Linked DNA regions of Mus musculus: regions 1 and 3 are each linked to region 2. Evidence: chromatin contacts called from public HiChIP or PLAC-seq and promoter capture Hi-C data. All regions are on one chromosome and are shown on one strand. Each heading gives the region's core, a stretch centred on a gene start, on an enhancer-like site or on the middle of the called end of the contact. The rest is flanking DNA. Distances are from core to core; before and after follow the strand shown. Region 1 holds the start of Slfn8 (schlafen 8). Region 2 holds the start of AA465934 (expressed sequence AA465934). Region 3 holds the start of Ccl9 (chemokine (C-C motif) ligand 9).

Region 1 (2,859 bases), core at 267-2,766, 270 kb after region 2:
ATAGTCTGCAGCCTAGAGCTGGGGCTCCTCTGTTTCCCTATTCATTTGGCCTGTTTGCACAGCCTGAGCACCCACACGTGGCACTTGTGGCACTGGCCTGAAGCTGCCCTAACACACTTGCTTTCTGACCTCCCCTCGCCCCTGGCCCCACCACGCCCTCAAGCCACTGCTGTCAGCCCTCTGATTTCTTTCCATTCTGGTCCACATCAACTCGAAGCCATGTGTACACTAGACAAAACTCTGTCATTTGTCTCTTTGGGTGTGTATCTCTTCATGTGTTTTTATCTACTGATACAACCTGTCAAAGTCACTTAACAAGATAAGGTTTTTGTTCTATCCTGCCTTAGTAAATAATGATTTGTAAACAATATGAGGTTAAAGATCACTGTCTTTTATAAATATATGTTTACCCTTATTTCTTAACTGCCATTAAGTTATAGTGTACCCTATTTGCTAGTACATTCTCAAACAAGTAATTAAGCAATCACAGGTCGTCTAACTCAGATATGCTCAATAGAGACTACTGTCAAACTTGTCAGAAATCTGCTAAATGTATTAATTTTTAAGCTCATGACAGACAGAGACTCCCAAAGCCTGAGAGTTATCTTTTATGTTCTCCAAGGAAAAAAGGACACAAGAGTCTACTAGTCTTGGCTGCTGCTACGGCTTGGTTTACACTGTGGACAAACAGGATACCCTGAGAGTCAAATGCCTCATATTGCCTAAGCCAAGGTGGGTCATTTCTCATTTCACACATATCTAACTCCACAGAAAAAAAGGTTTTTGTCTTTTGGCCTTGAAATCTAGACTGACTCTGCCCAAGATGCCATGGAGACCTCAAGTACCTGGGAGCTGTTTATGTAGTGAACCGTACATGAAACTCTGTCATTTTAATTAATACATGACTCCTAGATTATACTTTATTTTCAGATTTCTGACTCCATTGATAGCTAAGGTAACTGTAGCTTGACAGCTAGAAAACAGACGTAGCTCCTTACCCTAAGGGAATCCACCACTGTGTGTGCTCATTAGTACATTATTTAACTAGGTAAGACTGCCAGACTTCTTACAGACTTCACGATAAAGGATCATAAGTTCAGATGTAAGCTTTCACAGATATAACCTGCTCCTTTCTTACCTAAGCTCAGTTTCCAGTGAGTGAACGCTTCGTGTTTCCTCTTCTAGCTATGCCACCGTTCTAACACTGTTCGGTAGAGTTCTTATACATTTGCTTAACCCTAAAAAAATCCCACTATATGAAATATTATGTTTTCTTTGATTGTCCTTTCCACAGCAGGGAACCCCTTCAGGCTGAGAAGGCTATAAGTCCTTGCTACAGTGAGGAGGCCCACGAATAGCTAAGAATGGGGGCTTAGCTGGAAACACAGCAAGACAGTCAGATCCTTCAAAACCAGAAGTGAGCTCAATCTGGCAGCATGCCTGCAGCTGGCCAGAAAATTTGAGCAGTTTCGTTTTCCCCAAAAGCAAGTAACGCAACCACAAGAAGAACTGAGCCAGTTCGCTGTTACCACTGCTAGCCAAACTCACAGTAGAACCAGGGCTGCTTTTCTGGACTTCACAGGCAGGTGACTAGTCCACAAGTGGAACACTACCCGGCCACAGACCAGAAGGATCTTGTCAGGAGGCTGGCTTCTGGAAAGAAAGGGAGACTTACATTCCTGTCTGTTTCCAAATTCTGCTTTCCAAGGTGGCCAGGGAACAGGGATCAAGAGAACTCCACTGGAAGTGGTGAGTGAGGGTCCAGGTGTGACCTTCAAGGGAGCCAGGGAAAGATGGGAGGCCCGGCTCCAGAGGGAAGGGGCTGGAGAAGAGCTCCAGAGGGAAGGGGCTGGAGAAGAGCTTATCTCCTTTTGAAAAAATTTTATCCTGTCTTGTGTAATTTGTATGAAAAGATCCCATAAACAGATTGATTAGTCGGTATATAGATGCAGACAGATAGGTCCATGAGGGAACACTAGCATTTAGGACGAGCAAGGAGGAAAGAGGAAGTGGGGAGAAAGCAGAGACCAAAAGAAACTAAAAACACCAAGAACAATCCGAACGCCCAATATAGCTCAGGTTCACAATTATTGAAGTTTAGTTTCTGAGTTTCAAGCTTTCCAGTATTTAGAAGGCTTCCTATTGGTCTCTGCCCACGGGCGGGAGAGGGTGGGTGGAGAGTCAGGCAGTGAAAAGGAAAGGCTGGAATTCCGCGCCACCTCCGCGCGCTCTGCGCTCTGGGATCCGGAGCAACCAGGACCTGGTGAGACCCTCAGCTCCCCTCCACCTTCCCTGAGGTCCAGCACACCAGAACTGGGACCTGAGCAGCCCAGAAGCCAGGGTGGCACCACTGTGTCTCTCCTGTCTGAAGACCCGGATATTTTCTCAGACTTGGCGACGCGTTCCTTTAAAAGTAGGTGCTGAGGACTGGAGGGGCCTGGGAGTGAAAGGGGATGATTCCAGTGGGTGAGAGACTGACCAGCCCAGCACAGGAGAAGGGGGACCCAGATGGGTGAAGGGATGGGGGAGGGAGGCTGTCTCTGTCACTCTGGCTTGCTCTGGCTGGCAATCTCAACAGGCAGTCTCTGAGCTGGTAGAGCCTGTTACTCTTAGTAGGTGCAAGTTAGAGTACAAGCTTTAGGCCCAAGGTTCAGCTTTGAAATGACAATGTTGAAAGGGATTCTGCAGATGCCACTGAGCGACCCCTCTCTCTAAGATACTGTCTTTAACTGAGCAATGAGCCAAGAGGCAGAAATAGAATAGCTACTATCTCACCCAGGGTTTATAATCCAGAAGCTATGGAAAAGAGCCTAAGACCCTGGGATTTCAGTTTCTCAAATAGCACACCTTCTAAAGCCT
Region 2 (3,280 bases), core at 138-2,637:
TCCAGGAAATAATATACAAACTACTGTGGTATTCAAGGGATTTCAAAACAATGAATGAGGCCTTAGGTCAATTCCCAGAAAGACCATCACCACAACCAAACAACCTCCAAAACAACAAAAATCAAGCCAGGGGCAGTGGTGGTTACACCTGTAATCCTACTGCTTTGGGAGGCTGGGGCAGAAGAATCCTGAGTTTGAGGCCATGGTGGGCTAGCTATACAGACTCTGTCTTTAAAACAAAATAAAGGGGCTGGAGAGATGGCTCAGTGGTTAAGAGCACTGACTGCTCTTCCAGGGGTTCTGAGTTCAATTCCTAGCAACCACATGGTGGCTCACAACCATCTGTAATGGGCCTCCTCTAGCATGTCTGAAGACAGCGACAGTGTACCCATATACATGAAATAAATAAATCTTTTAAAAACAACAAAATAAAAACCCCAAAATAACCCATTTACCCCTTAACTAGTTAATAACATAATCCTAACGAATCTTACAGACTACCCAACCTAGACTATTAAAGTTCTCAAATCTACTATTAGAGCTTGTGTTCCCCTGCCCCAGAGAAACCCTTCCTGCTGTCAGCTCTGCCTCTCCATACTGCTGCCACTTTACACAGGAAACCTTATCTCGATTAATCCCAAAGGAAGGCTCTGCCCTTTGAATTACAGAAGCAAAGTTTGTGAAACCGATTCCGCTTAAAGATCCAGACAGACATGGTGGTACCTGATTCCAAGTTCCTGCCATGCCAGCAGGTACCTAGTTCTCTGCCTCACAGCACTCATCTCATGGCAACTGGTGTGCCAACTATGCGCCAGTTCACGAGTTTTCCCCCATCTCTCCCACCAGCCCCATCTCACTGAGTTCCTAAAGAACTGGGGAAGCGTGTTAACAGCCTGGAACAAAAGGGTTCAATTAAGTGACCTTGGTAAGCCTAATCCCATGGCTTTTAATTAGAAATGCATGAGCACAATTTATAACGCCATCTTACCTCCAAATGTCACACGGATAAGGACCATACCTCGGGCATCTTCAAGCACTCATTCCCCCATCCTCTAATTCATGGCGCTCTGCACAGATTCCTTTGCTGACCAGAGAGGACTTACACACAGGTTCTCAAAGCAAAAAAAAAAAAAAAAAAAAAAAAAAAAAAAAAAAGATAAAAGTCCAAACCCGCCAACTTCGGGAGCCTGAAGCCATCCTTGGTAGGGAAAGAGGACTGAGGACGGAGTCGGGGCTTCAATCGGCTCCCAACCTGGATTCTTCATTCCGCAGTCTTGGACAGGGACAATCTGGGCTGCAGAGGATGACCCGATGAGCGCTAGGACACTGCGTCCGGGGCACACTGGCTTCCCGCGTCCTCTCCCCTCCGCCTCTTCGGGCCTGCATCCCACAGCCCCGCGCGCGTCAGTAAGCCAATCCCACGGCAGCCAGAGCTTCACGTGACAACTATAAGGCGGTGCCTGCATGAAGAGCAGCCAATCGAAAGGTGAAGTGAAAGCAAGGGGTGGAGCTGACCTAAAGGTGGAGGCTGCTTCCCCGGGCTTTCTAGGCGTCTGGGTCTGTGTCTCGCGACTTAGGCCTGTGGTTTTTGCTCAGAAAGCGACGCTGGTTTTCTTCTTACACAATTCTCTACTCACGGGACTCCGGGCGACTGTTAGGCGTAGTGATTTTACCATTGCTTCGATGGAGAATGGGGAGAAGAGAGAGACTCCTATCTTGAACACTTTTTAAAAAAAAAACAGATTTTAAAAATGATCTATTTGTGATTATACATGTGTGTTTTGCCTGCATTCGTGTCTGTGCACTATGCCAACACAGAGCCCGCAGAGATCAGAAACAGGTATCAGATCTTCTGGAACTGGAGTTACAGATGGTTGTGAGCTGCCATGTGAGTGCTGGTAATCAAACCCTGGTATTGGGCATTCTAAATAATTAAAGATGCCCTGAGAAAAGTGCAGCTAAATATCAAATTGCCAAGGCCAGCACGGACGATCTCCTGGGAGAAGAGACATTTCATTTAGGTCCTGAAGAGCCTTAAGATCTCCTGATTCCCCCCTGGCGTGGTGATGCACGCCTTTAAACCCAGTACTTAGGAGGAGGCAGAAGCATATCTTAGTTTGAGACCACCTTGATCTAATAGGGAGCTCCAGGATAGTCAGAAGTATAGAGAGACAGAAAGATCAAGAAAATTATTAAACTCAAGATGAGTTAGCTGAAAAATCTAGTTTTCCAAATGTTGGCAAAGCTAAAAATCATTGTTGGGGTGCTTCTCAAAATTCCGTGAACTCTAGAAACAAGCAAAGACCTGTTAATCGTCCGTCGTCCAGTGTAAAAAAGTAATAGTAAAAACTCCAAATTGATTGTGACCCATAACTGACCCAATAGAATACTTCAAGCACTCCAGGAACAATTCTGAGTCACTGCAAAGTTTAAGGACTCCTGTGTTAGTGATAGGAGATTAGGAAGACAGGCTGAGACTTTGCTAAGAGCACAAACCAGTTGGATGCAAACTTGAAGAGTAGAGGGAGACTGAATATTTCAGAGGCCAAGTAATGAAGTGATCAGAGTAATATTTAAGGAAACAGTGTACACGCATGTTCAGAGTGAGACAGTGTAAACACTCCGAAACTGATTTCAAGAGCTAAGAAGAGTTAAGTGATAATGACAGTGGAAATGGAGAGGTGACAAACAAGGATTGTGATGATCAATAGGGGATTGGCAAAGGGTCTCAAAGAAATAAAAGGGAGCATAGGAAGTAACAAAGTGTTGCCTATACTAGACCATCTGTCTTAGTCAGGGTTTCTATTCCCGCACAAACATCATGACCAAGAAGCAGTTGGGGAGAAAAGAGTTTATTCAGCTTACACTTCCATACTGCTGTTCACCACCAAGGGAAGTCAGGACTGGAACTCAAGCAGGTCAGAAAGCAGGAGCTGATGCAGAAGCCATGGAGGGATGTTCTTTACTGGCTTACTTCCCCTGGGTTACTCAGCCTGCTCCCTTATAGAACCCAAGACTGCCAGCCCAGAGATGGTCCCACCCACAAGGGGCCTTTCCCCCTTGATCACTAATTGAGAAAATACCTCACAGCTGGACCTCATGGAGGCATTTCCCCAACTGAAACTCTTTTCTATGTGATAACCCCAACCTGTGTCAAGTTGACACGTAAAACCAGCCAGTACACCATCCAAATATGGTTTAAGATCATCCTTAACCCTCATAGTTGAAAGACAGAGAAGAGAGTGTTCTTTTGTGTGTGCTATTTTCTCTGCCTGAGTTA
Region 3 (2,873 bases), core at 240-2,739, 290 kb before region 2:
AAGTAGGAGGAAGTAAATAGGGTATAGAACCATTGGGGGAGGGGACCATAGCAAACTACTGGAGATCCAAAATACAATTAAGTCAAATTAAAAATTCTGCAGAAAGCCTTACCAGTAGAATCAGTCAAGAAAAGGACAGCATATCTGAGCTTGAAGACAAGGCACTGGGAGCAGAAAGTGTCAAGGAAAAAGATGAATTAATGAAAAGGCATGAGTTGGACTTTGGGCTATTTAATACATGAGGAGAAGATAAAGTCTAATAATCACAGATATAAAAGAGTGAAGTTCTTTCCAAATGCACAGAAAACATTTCCAGTGAAATCATAGCCAAAAAAAATTTCCTAAATTAGGCAAAGAAACATCTAATCAAATAGAGAAGTCATTTAGAACACCAAAGAGACAAGACCCAAAAAGAACTTCTTCTTGTCATATTATAATTAAAGTTATAGTACTAAGTATTCAAAACAAAGAAAATGTGTAAAAAGCATCAAGAGAGAACCACTAAGTCATGTGTCAGGAGATGTCCATCAGCGTAACAGAGAGCTTGGAGAGGCGTTCCTCAAGCTTTGGAAGACATGAACCTCCAGCCCAGGACAGTATTGCCAGCAAAGGGCTCCTTCATAACTCAAGGAGAAAGGGGATCCTCCCTTGATAGAAAGAGGCTAATGAAACTCACGAAGACTGAACCTGGGTCCTCTGAAAAAGCAACAAGTGCTCTAAACCAGTGAGCTGGCTCTTTAGCCCTCTCTTCCTATTCTATTTGACCACATCAGACTAAAACCACAAATGAACAGCAAACATTCACAAACTCACGGAGATTGGATAACTGAGTGTGTAGACCAGACTGGCCTCAAACACACACACACACCTGCCTCTGGCTCCCAAGTGCTGACACCAAGTGGTGAACACCACCCCAACCAGCCTTAGATGTTTCTTCTGACAGACGTTCTAAAGATTTTTTTTCCTCTGATGTTAAAGTATATTAAAAATATCTAAAGGGGCTGGAGAGTTGGCTCAGCGGTTAAGGACACTTGCTGGCTTCAGTTCTCAGCATCCACATGATGGCTCACAACCATCTGTAACTCTAGTACCAGGGAATTTAACACCCTCTTCTGACCTGCACAGCACTGCATGTATGTGGTAGACATACACACATGCAGGCAAAACATGGATATAAAATAAATCTTTAAAAATTAAAGAAAAATAATTAAAGAAGGAGTTGACAACAATTTTATATATCTCTGGCAAGACATATAAGTTTACTTTTATAATCTATATCTGTCGGTCAGCTGTCAATGAGCATAAGCCAGCGTCCTCCAAGCTAACCTCTCATCAGGGGTCTAGAAGGATCCCTCACTCCCACCCTGTGGCCAGAGCTAAAGGAGTGAATGAATTTTATAAAAGGAGAAATCCTTCTGGAAATATTTACTCTCTCTGAATCAATTTGAACTTTGGAAAGCCCCAAGTCACCTTTGCCCTCCACTTCCCACTGCACACTGTTCCCTCTCTTAGAACTAGCATGTTGGGTGTTATGTAGTCAAAGGAGGGCATTATGAGCTGTACCCCAGGGACTTCCTGATCCTCTTACATGTATAAATAGCAAGACCGGGCCAGGAACAGCAAGCAGTCTGAAGGCCAGCTGGGTCTGCCCACTAAGAAGATGAAGCCTTTTCATACTGCCCTCTCCTTCCTCATTCTTACAACTGCTCTTGGAATCTGGGCCCAGATCACACATGGTGAGTCCTGTGGTGGTAACTGAAAATTTGGGGGGAGTTCCAGAAGGGGCAGCATTTAATAATTTCCATCCCAGACAGAGCAATGGAATTTACTTAGTACAGACCTGCCTCTGGCTATAGCCCCTGGATCAGTGGTTCTCAACTACCGGTTGCCACCCTTTTTGGAAGTCAAACAACCTCTTCACAGGGCTTGCCTAAGACCATCAGAAAACATAGATATTTACATTATGATTCATAGCAGTAACAAAATTACGGTTATAAAGTAGTAATGAAATAACTTTATGGTTGGGGATCACCACGACATGAGGAACTGTATTAAAAGGCTGCAGCATTAGGAAGGGTCTGGTCTGGAAGCTGGTACACAAATGGCTTGCTTCCATTTGGAGAAGCAAATGTTTTCCTTTTTCATAGCTAGAATTATTTGATAACTTTTCCTAGCCAATCCTAGCTGACATTGTAGTTAGATCGAAATAACTATAATTAAAGCATACATTTGTAGAAATGAATATAAAACTCTGTGATGCTAGAGTTATTAGATGTCAGCTAGTATAGAACCATCATTTTTAAGGCATTGGGACCAGTCAGGCCAATGGCTCATCCAAGGTCACCATTTCATCTGAAGCTATGATATTTTAGTTTATGGAGGTGACCAGGGCTCAACACAGAGAGGTCCTGTGAAATAAAAGAATGTATTCCTCAACTTTTCTAAGGAGGAGAGATACATCATGTCTCACAGAGCCAAGGAGAATATTGGAGTTAGGCCAGGAGGCATAAGTAATGAAATAGAGAAACTTGTGTCAGATTCTTTATTGGAGATACTGGAAAAGAGGAAGGGCACAATGCAGGGTTCAGTTAAGATTTCCTAGACTGAAGAAGTCGAGCAGACTTTGTATATATGGATGGTCTTTAAGGATCTAGCTTTAGGAAGAGTTAGGGCAAGGGAAATACCAACATGGTGTTTGAGAATGATAAAGGTTGGGTGCTGGGCTCAGTGAGAGTTGGTTAAGAAGCAGTTAGCCCCTCCCTGTGGTCAGGATTTTAAGTATGCCAGAATACCATAATATGCAGAAAACAAAATACAGTTAGTAGAGTTAGCTATTGCTCAACTGTCCAGATGTTGATTCATTCTTCCTCTGG

What was found. HiChIP or PLAC-seq counts read pairs in DNA pulled down with a chosen protein or histone mark. Capture Hi-C pulls out chosen DNA fragments and counts their contacts.
Region 1: a promoter capture Hi-C map of liver shows a contact between it and region 2. The contact joins the promoter of Slfn8 here to the promoter of AA465934 in region 2. A contact is called at or near these places in 1 of 39 promoter capture datasets (the C10 cell line), 3 of 115 datasets of contacts at active chromatin or transcription factors (bone marrow-derived macrophages, memory CD8 T cells and microglia) and 2 of 9 other capture datasets (adipose tissue and liver).
Region 3: a contact with region 2 is called in a FOXA1 HiChIP or PLAC-seq map of pancreatic cancer cells. The contact joins the promoter of Ccl9 here to the promoter of AA465934 in region 2. A contact is called at or near these places in 2 of 115 datasets of contacts at active chromatin or transcription factors (bone marrow-derived dendritic cells and pancreatic cancer cells) and 1 of 9 other capture datasets (adipose tissue).

Annotation. Positions count from the first base shown.
Region 1 is chr11:83,019,467-83,022,325 of GRCm38.p6, reverse strand. Slfn8 (schlafen 8) reads left to right here and starts at 1,516. Exons shown (of 6, transcript NM_181545.4): 1 at 1,516-1,749; 2 at 2,298-2,413.
Region 2 is chr11:83,289,806-83,293,085 of GRCm38.p6, reverse strand. It overlaps AA465934 (expressed sequence AA465934), which reads right to left and starts at 1,387. Exons shown (of 3, transcript NR_028363.2): 1 at 1,253-1,387; 2 at 989-1,112.
Region 3 is chr11:83,577,252-83,580,124 of GRCm38.p6, reverse strand. Ccl9 (chemokine (C-C motif) ligand 9) reads left to right here and starts at 1,489. Exons shown (of 4, transcript NM_011338.2): 1 at 1,489-1,736. The coding sequence starts at 1,661.